3 separate regions of the Danio rerio genome follow, and all the other regions are linked to region 2. A link is a contact called in public HiCAR-type and Micro-C data. All regions are on one chromosome and are shown on one strand. The core of a region is the stretch at or near the end of the contact, and the rest is flanking DNA. Distances in the headings are between cores, read along the strand shown.

Region 1 (4,534 bases), core at 1,481-3,980, 200 kb before region 2:
AAATAATTTTATCCTATGTTTACAGAGCTTTAATAGTAAGGTTGTGGATTAAGCACCTATTTCTCAAACAAAAATAAATAAATAATCTACACTATGAACACAAATAGTAGTTTAATTTATGTCGCATTTTTGATCAGCATCATGAACTAATGATATTTGACTAAATTGACCCCTGACAGAAAGACTCCTGCTATATGAGTCAAATGGTGTAACCAGTTACACCCCTTGACATTTCAACTTAAAATGAAATTTGACAGGCATTATCAATAACATCTATGTAAGCACATGGGCTTGGTGGGAATATTTCAAATTTAACTTTTAAATATAATACTTATTTTTATAATTATGAACAATTATCAGTGCATTTCTGGGGTCTTACCATTTGACATGCATATCTAAGAATAGCTGACCATACCTTAAAAAGGTCAAAGTATCTCACATTTTAAAAAGAGTTACTAACCTTTGCATGCAGCAATTAGTCTTATCAAGAGTTCTTCTCTGTGATTCAATTTCCTGTCTAACTGTCTTGTGCACAATATTAACAAAATGGCTCAATAAATGGTGGTTACACCATCTTGACATTTCAGAAATTTGAGGTGACAGAAAAAATTCCCCAAATGAATTATAATATTTAAAACAATTGTGCTATATTTACCTTTATTTACTATTAAATATGTCTAATGTAAAATTATGCCAGACTAGCCGATACAATGTTTCATTGAGGCTTTCACATTTTTTAAACAAGGTAAACTATTTGGTACCAATTTTTTTTGGTTACACCACATTGACATTCTTGCAATAATCCCCTAAAAATTTTCTTAAAATGGATTAAAACCAAAAAATTAAACTTGGTCCTCAAAATAGAGAATGTATGCAAGTAATTTGCTTATTTATTTTGAAACTGTAACCTACTTGAATTTATTTAAAAGACATGGACACAAAAAAATGAGCGTCACGTCATTGACCCATATATATATATATATATATATATATATATATATATATATATATATATATATATGTGTGTGTGTGTGTGTGTGTGTGTGTGTGTGTGTGTGTGTGTGTGTGTGTGTGTGTGTGTGTTAATGTGGTCATGTGTGTTTAAACTGAAAGAAATACAACATACAAGTTTCAGTTTCTGAAGACAGACAGACAGACAGACAGACAGACATATAGATTGATAGACAGACAAACAGACAGCCATATAAACAGATAGACAGAGAGAGATAGATAGACAGACAGACAGAGAGACAGACATATATAGATAGACAGAGAGACAGACAAACATATAGATTGATACAGAGACAGACAAACAGGCAGATATATAGACAGACAGACAAGTATACAGACAGACAGACAGACAGACAGACAGACAGGCAGATATACAGACAGATAGATAGATAGATAGATAGATAGATAGATAGATAGATAGATAGATAGATAGATAGATAGATAGATAGATAGATAGATAGATAGATAGATAGATAGATATACAGACAGGCAGATATACAGACAGACAGACATAAATAGATAGACAGAGAGACAGACAAAAAGATAGACAGACAGACAGACATATAGATCGATAGACAGACAAACAGACAGCCATATAAATAGATAGACACAGATAGACAGAGAGAGATAGATAGACAGACAGACAGAGAGACAGACATATATAGATAGATAGACAGATAGAGAGACAGACAAACATATAGATTGATACAGAGACAGACAAACAGGCAGATATATAGACAGACAGACAAGTATACAGACAGACAGACAGACAGACAGACAGACAGACAGACAGATATACAGACAGACAGAGACAGACGGGCAGATATACAGACAGGCAGACATAAATAGATAGACAGAGAGACAGACAAAAAGAAAGACAGACAGACAGTCAGAGACATACATCTAGCTAGATAGATAGATAGATATTAATGCAACACCAATGTAAACCGGTTGTATATGCAACATGTAAACCAATAAAAGAAGCAAAATATCACTTTGTCCAACGGACACAAATAAATGAGCCCATCCCAATGAATCAGCTCTCGTGTTTGATCCTGTCAAATGTGTAAATATGCCCTTGTGTTGTTTAGATGCTATTTTCGAATAGCTGTTAATGAAGACAGTATTTAACCTAACCTGACCTGTTGTGAGTGACAAACAAAACATCAGAGAGAAGCGCGAAACCTCAAGCAGAAAACAAATCCCATCTGAAAGCCACATGCTGCATCCTGACCATTGCTATAACTAGATTTGCTTGAACCTTTTAGTAATTTAATGTCCTTATGGACATTTTAAGTAATAATAATAATAAAAAAACATAAACACTGTTCAATGATGTGACAGTTCCAGCGTCAAAAACAGTGCTGTTCTGTAACGTAATTGATTCTACTTGAGAAGATAGAAGTTACAAAATAATAATCTACAACAGAGGAAAACATTTGAAAATGATTCAATAAACATGAAAAAAAATCACAATTATGCAAAGATTCATCCGAGTACCTCATATAGCATAAATCTGACATGGGCTAACCAAAGTTAGCAATTCCTTCTGTTCCCATCCAAACACAACATCGTGTAACTCTGCAACTAAACTATTCTCGTAAAATAGTTTTCGCTGCACATTCAACTCACCTTGCTTTTCACTTCCACCGCGTTCATGTTCAAGCTACGCAAAGATTGTGATTTATTAAAACTCCGGTTCATTTTGCTCGCTTGAAACTTTTCAGCCCGTCCAGGGTGATGGGCTCGATTTATAAGCCTGTCCCGTTATTGAACGTCCAATGTTCACTTTCCAAAGGAGGAAAAAAATCAGTCCACTGAGGCTGTGCGACAGTTTTTCTAAACTTCAGGTCGCGCGGTGTCTCGGTCACTTCACAAAACTTCTGCAGAAAATTATGTGAAAGACTAATCAGTACCTCTCACTAGGGGGAGTGGGCTAAGTTTTCACATATGACATCATCGCTCTGTCTCCGACGGGTTGCTAATTCTACTACGGTGAGGGTTTGGCTTATGAATATTAATTACGTAACGATGGTCTTCCTTAGAGGTAGCTGATTGGCTGCAAAGCGAACGTTAGTAAGCGGGATAAGGTGATGCGGTTGATTTCTTGATTAAAGGGACAGTCACATTTTTACATGCATAAACAAAGATGCATGGCTTCAATCCTAAATTCTCGACATTTTCAGATTGAAGTTGACGCTCAGCTCAAATCTTACAACAAAACAACAAAAATCTGTCCGAGTTTTGGTACTATATGAAGAACTGTCGCTGTTGATTCTGATTTGAGTTAGATAGCTTTTCTGTAATGCTCTTAATTTATTTATTTTCATACACTTTTGTTCAATTGTGATTTACTTACCCCCTTCTTTGTTTTGTTAGTCTTTCTCTCTCTGCAGTTAATGTATTTTCCTCTCTTATATCTGTCTTATTGTGGTTGTATATTTTTATTCATAATATACATGAAATTAAAATTTAAAAAGTAAAAATAAAGGGACAGTCACAAAAAAATGAAATGTTGTGTTTACTCAGCCAGGATCTATGAACAATAATAAATAAAAGTAATTAATTATTAATTAATGAATCAACAACAACAACAACAACAACAACAAACATAATAATAATAATAATAATATATTTTGGCCATTAATTAATTCATCCATTCATTTTCCTGCTTCTTAGTCTCTTGATTCATTTGGGGTCCCCAAAGTGGAATGAACCGCCAACTTATCCAGCATATGTTTTACACAGTGGATGCCTTTCCAGCCGTAACCAAGTTGCCTACTGGGAAACATCCATACACACACATACACTACGGCCAATTTAGTTTATTCAAGTCACCTATACCCGCATGTCTTTGGATTGTGGGGGAAACCGGAGCATCCGCAGGAAACCCACACGGACACAGAGAGAACAAAGCAGCGACCTTCTTGCTGTGAGGGAACAGTGCTAACTACCGAGCCATTGTGTCGCCCCGGTATTAGTTGAGCCTTTTTAGTTTTCTACCTGTATTTTTTACTATATTTGTTTATTTATTTAATTTAATTTAATTTTTAATTTATTTTAAATTTATTTTATTCCCAAAGTGCCAGTTGTTGGCTTGCATTTTATAAAACACCAATGCCATGATTTCAGAAAAAAAATCTTCTGTATATGTATAAAAACAATACTGATCTTAAAGAGACAATTTGCAGATTAGTCTGTTTTCAGACAAATAAGAAATTGTAATAATAAAGTAGCACAATAAAAATAAATTATTTATTTTTTTTTAGATATAAAACAGAAAAAAAACAATTCCTACATATAACTAGACAGACCATCTAGCAGAAACAAGCTATTCTCCTTCGAAAAGAATCGATTGCCTTTCTTTGCGAAGGCATGGCTTATGTTTATTAATAAGATCACGTGATGGAACACTCAGAAGGTTACTAAGCAACTTTAACAATACGTTATAAATATTCATGAACCATACTCCTTAGCCATAGTATGATTTGAAAAGTTCTTCAAACCAACTCTCACATAGCCT
Region 2 (4,274 bases), core at 79-2,578:
AAGTGACTTCAAACAAAAGAGATAACAGAAGATTTCACTAGCTTATAAAGTGGTTTAGTTTCAGAAGACAAATGACAAAATGGCATACAAAAGGAGTAGTTTTTAAAACACCCATGTGTGCATGGAAAGGGTTTACAGCGGAGATGCCCAAACATGGGCCTGCGGACCATAGTTGGCCCATGGTAACTTTGATTTGGCCCACGGTCCCATCTGAGAAGAAAGGAAGAATGACAGGTATTTAATTATATAGATTTAGCAGATAATGCCATTTCTGATTTAACTTAACAATTTGTTGGTTTTATTGTTAAGCTTTAAAATCTAAATAAATAATACAATTGAAATTAAATATTGTAAATTAATCAGATTTTTTAAATGTAAATACTGTCACCTTGCAGGTAGAGGACAATGCACAAGACCTCATCAACTTGACTAGCATTTACAGCATTGAACTCCATTGTGATATAAAATTGTTTTTATTTTAATAAATTCATTATAAGATGTACAACTATACAATTCATTAGGTAATATTGTTAGTTATTTTTGCTTTTTTATTTTTGAATACTAATAAATAAATGTAATTAAAAAAATTGAAATAAACACTTAAAAATAAATACTGCTTTATTTACCTTCGTGCCACAACCCTCAACCAAGAATGTTTTTAGTCCTTAAAAAAAATGTTTGCCCACCTCTGGTCTACAGGACCCCATGTGTGCAAAGCTTAACATAGTTGTAGTCTGTATGTAAAACTTTTCAAAGTCATGAAGCAATATTTTTCATGTAAATGTACCCTAAATATCTTGTTTTTGAGTTGCAACATAGTATGATGCTACAGTATATCATAATAGTTGTAATGCCAACTAAACCAATCTGCAAGTGTTTGGGAGGAAAGTTGAATGATACAGTTTTTTTAAGTGTCCTTTATTCACTCTTATTTGTTCCAAACCTTTATGAGTTTCTTTCTTCCATTGAATGAAATTATATTTAGAAGAAATCAGGAATTCTGTAACCACTGACTTCCAATATATTCGTTCCTGCAATGAAAGTCAATGGTTACAGATTTTCAGATTTCTTTAAAATAGGGATGTCCCAATCAGGTTTTTTTTTTTTTTTTTTTTGCTCTCGAGTTCGTCATTTGAATGACTTCCATAATACATAAAAATCCTTTGTGACTGAATCGCCCATTCATTTATTCGCCAACTCTGAAGTTGTGTTCGTTTCTGTGCTCGTGGTTATTTTGCGACGCTCCCTAAGCTCTTTAAAGTTACCGCTGAGCGTGCTGTGGGGTGTGATAGGCTGCTTAAAGAAAGAAGCGTCGCCTTGTGTTCACAAGAGCCCGTGGTGCTGCTGGAGTTCACTCACTGTCTGCTAGCTCCAGCCAAAACGAACCCTTTTCCTTTTTTTTAAATTGTATTTATTTCATCCTACCATTGGATATGCCTTTTAAAAACAAGATGTAACTGGCCACCGAACAATTACATCCTCACTTGAATGAACCTACATGTTTTAAAGAGCCGGGATGAACATCACTGATGGAAGTTTATTGTGGCGAATGCTTTTAACTATGGTGTGCCGATGTGATTGTTTATTTTGCCCTCTATCCTTGGCGATGGGTCCCTAATTTTTGGGATTATTAATTCCGCGATTCTACAAGGAATCCTCGGCGATCGAAGAGGGAATTCTGCACAGCCAGGCAAACTACAGGGGATTTAAATCGGAGACGAGAAGAGAAGCAGGAAGAAAATTCATGTGGCGATTCTCTGCTTAACAATAAATCATTTTGGATTGCAGAATGAGCAAGGAAAGACCTAAGAGGAATATCATTCAGAAGAAATACGTAAGTGTTGATCTTTCGTATGCGGCTGATCTTAAGTTTGTTCGATGGTCTTTGTGTCGATGTGAAATGCGTAAACTTTGATCACGGATGGCTCTTGTTGTGCCAAGTCTGGCTTTGAAAACGAAATAAATGCATCACACTATGTTCACACCACTTCAATAGATTTAAAGGGCTTCCTCTGAAGTTCCAGGGACGCCTATTTTCTTTTGCTTTTACTCTGAAATCATCATTGGCGATGATTGTTTTGCACGACAGATGTAAGCTTGCAAAACTCGTTTGTAAACCTGGACGTGTTTTGTTTTGTTGTTGTTGGCAAACTCCAGTGTCAAATTAATGTTATTGTGATCAGAATGGCTTTGTTTGCTCTTCTATGCCTCAAGTCTCCAAGCGGCGAGGACAACCACATCGCCCTCTTTTATTCTGGGATCTGTTTTCACGAGCAGGATTCTGCAAAAAGACACAAGTCATAAAAACAACTGTCCCAACTCCCCTGGCATCACCCATTTGTTTATTTCGGATGTAACGTTCTTTAAGTGTAAGCAATGGGTTCTTTAATGTTCTCAAAGTAACTGTGCAAAGAAAGTATTTCCTCTGCCCTTGACGACAGAGGAGGCTTTAAATTGGTGGCAGATGTAAAGTTCATTTATTAAGATTCAGAAGAGAGGATTGTCCTCAGTCTTAACATATTAAAATGAATACACGACCTTAGTCATTAATATGGGGGATTGCTTTCCCTGAAAGACGTTTTTTTGTCTCCTTTAACTCGATGAGTCTCTGCACGTTTTAAGCTATATAAGCCATTAAATGCTTACCGATCGTAATATTACACACCAGATTTTATTAAGCACATGGGATGTCGTTTATAGAATATATCCAGTCGCATTGCAGAGGCTCGCGTGTAAAGCAAACGACCATTTTAACATTTCCTCTACGATAGGTTAGTGAACCGGCGAACTTGTAGAAATGTTGGAGAACTGGGCACTACATAAGGCTTGAACTTTTCTGGCTGGTGATTTACTTTACTCGGGAGCGGAATTAAGAAAGACTACCATAACAAAAGCCCGAGTCTCCTCAGAGACAGCCGACCAAACCTCTCTCGGTTAACCCTCAAAGAACTGCCTCCTTACCAGAGTTTCCAGGCGCTTTACCTGTAACGTTATTTAAGGAGTTTGTTTTTCGTAGTTTGCGAGACTGTTACATTTTTCAGTGTCCATGTTATCAACTAAGATCTTCTCAAATCAAGCTAACATTAAGAAATAATTTCCCTCCAGCGCGTGAAAGGGTTAGCTCGTGCAGCCAATTTTTGTCTGCTGTTGTGTGAAGTAGGTTTGTCACGTGCTCTCGATTATTTATAACTTTTCCTCCCTAAGAGTCACATTTGAGCTTAATCGCTAAATATCGATTTAAAATATGTTTTAGTGATTCGGTATTAATATTTAAGTTTTTATTTTCATCAGCAACAGGTTAGCGTGAGTAAAACCAACATGGCAAAGCTTTAAGGTTATGATGACGCAAAACGGGGGCAGTTTCCAAGCACGTTATCTGTGCCATTTATCCCTTTATGTAAAGGTTATGGAAATCGTTTTACTTTTTGTTGTTGTACTGTACTAGTGCAGCATCTCGTTGTCACGTTGGCTTACAAAAATGTGACGCAATTACAAATTTGTTGATTGACAAGGGAAATGAAAGTGATTACAACAGAAGTCTTGGGCCACGTGGTAGCTGTACTTCTTGAGAAGACTGATTCAGTTAAAACCCCTGTACTGGTAAAAGTTTAAAAGCCATCCTAAAATAACTTGACAAAGTGTTGTTCTGTTCTGTTTTTTTTTTTCACACAGATTGTCTGATTTATGAAAAATATTATTTAAGTCACTGCATTTTTGTTGGACATTTAAAAAAGGAAAAGTATTTGAGGAAAACATATTATGACAAGCACAGCTCTAATTATTTTGCTTGGACTCTTGTTTGGATTTATTTCTTTACTCTGTTGTATAAAGTTCTAAAGAAATGTCAAAGAAAATAACTGGTTAAAATGTGTGTTTTTTCTTTCTCCTTTTTGAAATACTGTTGTTTATAAAGTCTGACTTTCTGTTGCATCTCAGACTGGGGTCTGCTCTGTCTTGTATAGACCACACCTCATGCATGGTTAGGGTCATATGTAGGGTGTATAGAATGGACCTGAACCATTTCGAACATGGCTGTTTGTGTCACATCTGTGCAGTGCAGACAGCTGTGCTAAAATCTGGTCAGGCAAACAACAAAAACAACCTGAAGGATCTGTCCCCTGGGCCTGCACAACTCTTGGCCCCTTGCATTCTGCCTCCCCTTAATTAGCGTAAGACAATTATACATGCTTGGCTTAACCATATCCCCTGGAACATGAGTCCAAGGGACACCCCCCCCACCCCCGTTTTTTTTTATTGCCCCATTTTCGTTCACA
Region 3 (4,318 bases), core at 153-2,652, 160 kb after region 2:
TAACTGCTAGATATTTGGCTGTGGTGTTTGGAGTTTGTCTCCAAAGACAGCAGAAATTTTAGATGTGTTTTTTTTTTCATAGAAATATGTTACTATAAAGTGTAAAATGGTAATGAAGTTGAATTAAATGGATGGTTTACCAAAAAAATGAAGATTTAGTCACTATTTACTCAAACTCAATTGGTTCCAAACCTTTTTTTTAACACTTTATAAGTCAATGGTTGCAGGTTTTCAGCTATCTTTTAAGCTAATTTTGTGTAGAAGAAACATAAAAAAATTAAATAAAATGGTTTGAAACAATTTTGTAAATAATGACAGAATTTTAGTTTTGGTTGAACTATTGCTACATGTATATAACATATGTGCCTAATCTGTAGAGACCATCCAAACTGATTTTTTTTTCCCCAATCAAAAATAGTTTATTTAAATTTTGAATTTAATAAAATTTTTTTAGCTTTCTTTATTGATTTTAGCCGTTTTTACAATGCACAAAATTTTTTTTTCCATTTATGTTTTCATTTACAGTTTTCATTTGCATTTTCGTTGTTGATTGGATTTTACGATCTCATTTTATGTTAATTAATTTTTTTAATTAAATTTTTTATGTAAATTATAATTATTGCACACAAATAATAAATGAATAATTAAATAGTCCTAAAAAAATGTATTTAAAGACATTACCAGCAAAACACGGAGAAACACAGTGCATGGTCTAAAGGGCTCTTAAGTTGAATGCTACTTCATCAAAAGCCTAAAAATAAATTGATCTACCTCAAGCAGATCACCTAAATTATAATAAAAATAATCTATACATATACACACACGTATATACACTTATACATATAAATAAATGCATGTAAATACACATACAATATAAAGGTACATCATATAACTACAATGGTAAATTAATAGCTGGTAATACAAGGTATACAGAGATAAGATTTGCATCAGCTTACTTCAGGAAACCTTCAAAGGGATTCCAAATTTTGGAAAACTTTTCAGGTTTTCTCTTGACCAAATAAGTTAATTTTTCTAAAGCCAAACAATAAAACAATTCCCGCAACCATTGTCCAATTTTTTCCACAAACGAGCTATTATAAGTTTTCCATGTAACAAACAAAGTTAACAGTGTCTTTTCTGAACTAGTGAAAGTGCTTGTAATAGGACAAATATTTAGAATACACAGCTTTGGACATGTGGGTATATTCTGTTTTAATACTATGGATAGATAAAAAGTTTAGAAATTCCTCCTAAACATGTTCAACCAAAGGACACTTCTGAAACTTCATAGTCTGAACGGATAGATTAAAATGTAGTGTGTATGTGTGTGGTGTGGGCTACAGCGCTGCAGATGTTCTCAGTTAAATCTTGTGCTGTGCTGCATCTGGCCTATAGCAACACATGATGTCATCTGTCCTCCCTCATGCTCACATGAGTCCAAGATCTACTTCAAAAAGCTGGCCTGGCCTCTTGTCTGTGTGGGTTCTCCTGTTATTGTTCCTGGCTGTTAAACGGGTTTAATTGCACATCTCTAGCCAGCCAACCTTTAACTATTCCATCCTTCCTTCCATTCTCTTTCCTTGTTTTCTTCCCTGTTTCCTCCAGCCTGCTCTTCGTTTCCCCTTCAGGGGGTTGCCCACTGGGGACAGTCCATTGACCTGTATTCTCTTGCTTGCGTGGTTTCTTCCTCACTTTCTCTCTTCCACCTTTTCAGACAGTCTAAATAATAGCTGGCAGCATGTGGCAGGGCTCATTTGCCCCCTCAGGCAGAGTTCTGGGCTCAGTGAGCCCTCTAGTGGTCATGATGCTCAATACACACAAAGCCAGACGCGGGACAAGCTCTGCTCAGCATCCAGCGTTATGCTGAGTGGGATTATCATTACCATCACATTCTGCACTCTCAGAGCCCTGCAGATGGGATAAGGCGTGCCATAGACCACTGACGTGTTATTTCAAAAGAGGGCGGGTATGATGACGGGGGTGCTTCATAGACATGGCCGCAGCTGACATCATGCTACATTTGCTTACTCTACCTGCAGAGAGCATCCATCATGCCTGCCTCTGGGGCTGGAGTCTGTCGCTTTCTTTTATATTCTCCCCCTCTCCCTCCTGCAGTTCTTTTTTTCCTGCTGCCGACAAGAGGAAACGATTGATGAAGGAGGTCACATTTCAGTCCCCCTTATCTTTTAATAGCCTCTCTTTGTTGTGCGGCTGCACCTGATTGGAATACAATACAGCCGATGTCTTACTTCAAAGACACTCAGCAATCTCCTCGCCTGTCCGACAGCAAACCTCTGGCTCCGAGATCAGCACAGTCTGGACACCGTTCCCACAACAGAGACTCTCGTTAAGGGTGTTCAGTGACTTTAAAGAGAGGAAAATGAGGGAGGGTGTGGCTCCACATCTAATGGCCTATTCAAAAGTGTGAAGTTATCAAAATGGGCCACATCAAGTAGTCAAATGGAACAATTAAATGGCTTCTTTGCTATCAGGTGGAAAATTCACACTGTGAGACAAGGAATAGTGTAAAAAAATAACAAGAAAACACAAACCTAAAAATCTTGCCAGTGTAATGCAGAAAGAACAAGCCTTTTTGCTAGATTTAAAACCAGAGTCTCAAATTGGTACTTGCCCAATAATATATTTACCACGAATATGCAAGAATGGTTTTCATATCCGACTGCATCATTATAAATTAAATAGACAGTTCACCCAAAAATTCAAATTGAGTCATTATTTACAGCCCCTTCACTTGTAGCAAACCTGTTAGAAATTCTTTCTTCTGTCGAAGACCAAAGACATTATTTTGAAGAAGGCTTGAAACCCTTAACTATGGACTTCCATAGTGTTTTTTTACTATGAATGTCAATGATTACAGCTTTATTCAAAATATTGGTTGCATCCGAAACCGTCTACCACTCAGTAGGTACTGCATTTGATTTAAATGTACTACTTGGTCTTTAGAAAAGTTTGTTCTATGTCGTATGAATGTGAAAAGGAACTCGGACATACTGTATCCACCATTTTGTCATAATTACATGACCTACCTGTGTGAATTGCCTCCTTTGACTCACATTCATGAATTCTCTCATGGGGAATAATGGGATAGTACAGCGTGCATCAGATGCACTCTTCAGAATTGGCCAGAAGTAGTAAGTCATCCAAGTATTTCTCGCATACTGTTTTTTTTTTTTTTTTTAAATCTATGAATTCGGACATACTGCTCTACTCATAAACTGTTTTTAGCATACTATATAGTATGTAAGTATGTGATTACGGGTGCAGCCGTTGTCTTTTGTTTTCAACAGAAGAAAGTAACACAAACGTTTGGAACCACTCAAGGGAGAGTAAATAGTGAATAAATATTCCTTTTTTTTTTTTTTTTTGGTGAACTATGCCTTTGAAGGTTTGTTGACGAATTAAAGCCAAATTTCAGGACTGTTCCTTCCTATCCAGTGAGATATCTCTGATGTCAGGAAGCACATAGTGTTTATTTCACCTAGAGTTTTAGCCCACTAAAACCCTCCGGCTGCATCATCTTTTCTTGGCTCTATAAGAAAACACACATAGGAAATCAAATCCTTTCTGCCTTGCCAGAAGAACAGAGCCAAACAAAACAATGTGAAGAGAGAAGTCGAGGCTGACTATGTTTGTAGACTGGCATAGTCGAATTCCCATGGCGGCTGTTAAACAATGAGAGGCCGGGCGTAACCCAAGCTGCATCTGCTCTGCTGTGAAGTATATTGGGGGCCTCAGATCAGCTGAAAGCACGGCTTCTTTTATTTGAGGCATTAAAGCCAAATTTGAAGAACTTTAGTTTTCTGTACTGAATAAAGCAGCCGATGAATTGATGCTTAAATAGGATTTTATGATTAAACTACACTTCTAAGGATTTTTCGCAGCTGTTGGCACTGAATAAAAAACATCGTTCTTTTTCTTCATCAATCTAGTACACTTCCCCTCCCTATTTCTTCCCTGCTGTTCTCTCTGGTTTGGGGTTTTTGGAGCTCTGTTGTGGTCTGTATTATTGTGTGAGTGGAGACATGAACTGTGACTGTCTTGGTATGCAAATAAAGGTTAGGAACTTATTCTTTTCAGTCAGGATTTGAAAATTCTCACAGATTCCATTGATTTACTTTATGTAGCATTATGATAACAATCGTTTTTCTCTGTTCACTTTAGGTCTCGAAAGTAAATGGACTCACAAGGGCATCATCAGTTGGCACGCATAAAGCCAGTGGCAAAAAGCAGAAAGACTTTCGTCTGCCGTCCAAAACTGTGAAGTACACAGCCACCGTGTCCAAGGGCCACGTCACCT

Evidence for each region. Hi-C and Micro-C count contacts between places; a contact is called where the count stands out from the background. HiCAR-type assays count read pairs that join an accessible place to other places.
Region 1: a contact with region 2 is called in a Micro-C map of caudal fin, with 5 times the contacts expected there. The contact joins the promoter of pard6gb here to the promoter of jarid2b in region 2. A contact is called at or near these places in 2 of 18 Hi-C or Micro-C datasets (caudal fin and embryo) and 3 of 4 datasets of contacts at active chromatin or transcription factors (caudal fin, embryo and gastrula embryo).
Region 3: a HiCAR-type map of caudal fin shows a contact between it and region 2, with 7 times the contacts expected there. The contact joins the enhancer-like site here to the promoter of jarid2b in region 2. A contact is called at or near these places in 5 of 18 Hi-C or Micro-C datasets (caudal fin, embryo, skeletal muscle and 1 more) and 3 of 4 datasets of contacts at active chromatin or transcription factors (caudal fin, embryo and gastrula embryo).

The regions. Positions count from the first base shown.
Region 1 is chr19:28,184,535-28,189,068 of GRCz12tu, forward strand. It overlaps pard6gb (par-6 family cell polarity regulator gamma b), which reads right to left and starts at 2,731. Exons shown (of 3, transcript NM_212563.1): 1 at 2,644-2,731. The coding sequence starts at 2,715.
Region 2 is chr19:28,384,372-28,388,645 of GRCz12tu, forward strand. It overlaps jarid2b (jumonji and AT-rich interaction domain containing 2b), which reads left to right and starts at 1,329. Exons shown (of 18, transcript NM_001202459.1): 1 at 1,329-1,834. The coding sequence starts at 1,790.
Region 3 is chr19:28,547,234-28,551,551 of GRCz12tu, forward strand. It overlaps jarid2b (jumonji and AT-rich interaction domain containing 2b), which reads left to right. Exons shown (of 18, transcript NM_001202459.1): 7 at 4,183-4,318. Among named protein-coding and RNA genes, the nearest start is that of dtnbp1b, 100 kb to the right of the region's middle. Within about 2 kb of position 1,403, at least 20 of the 62 cell types and tissues checked have an H3K27ac peak or open chromatin away from gene starts, as enhancers often do. A contact at or near this core is called in caudal fin and skeletal muscle, where this site is marked.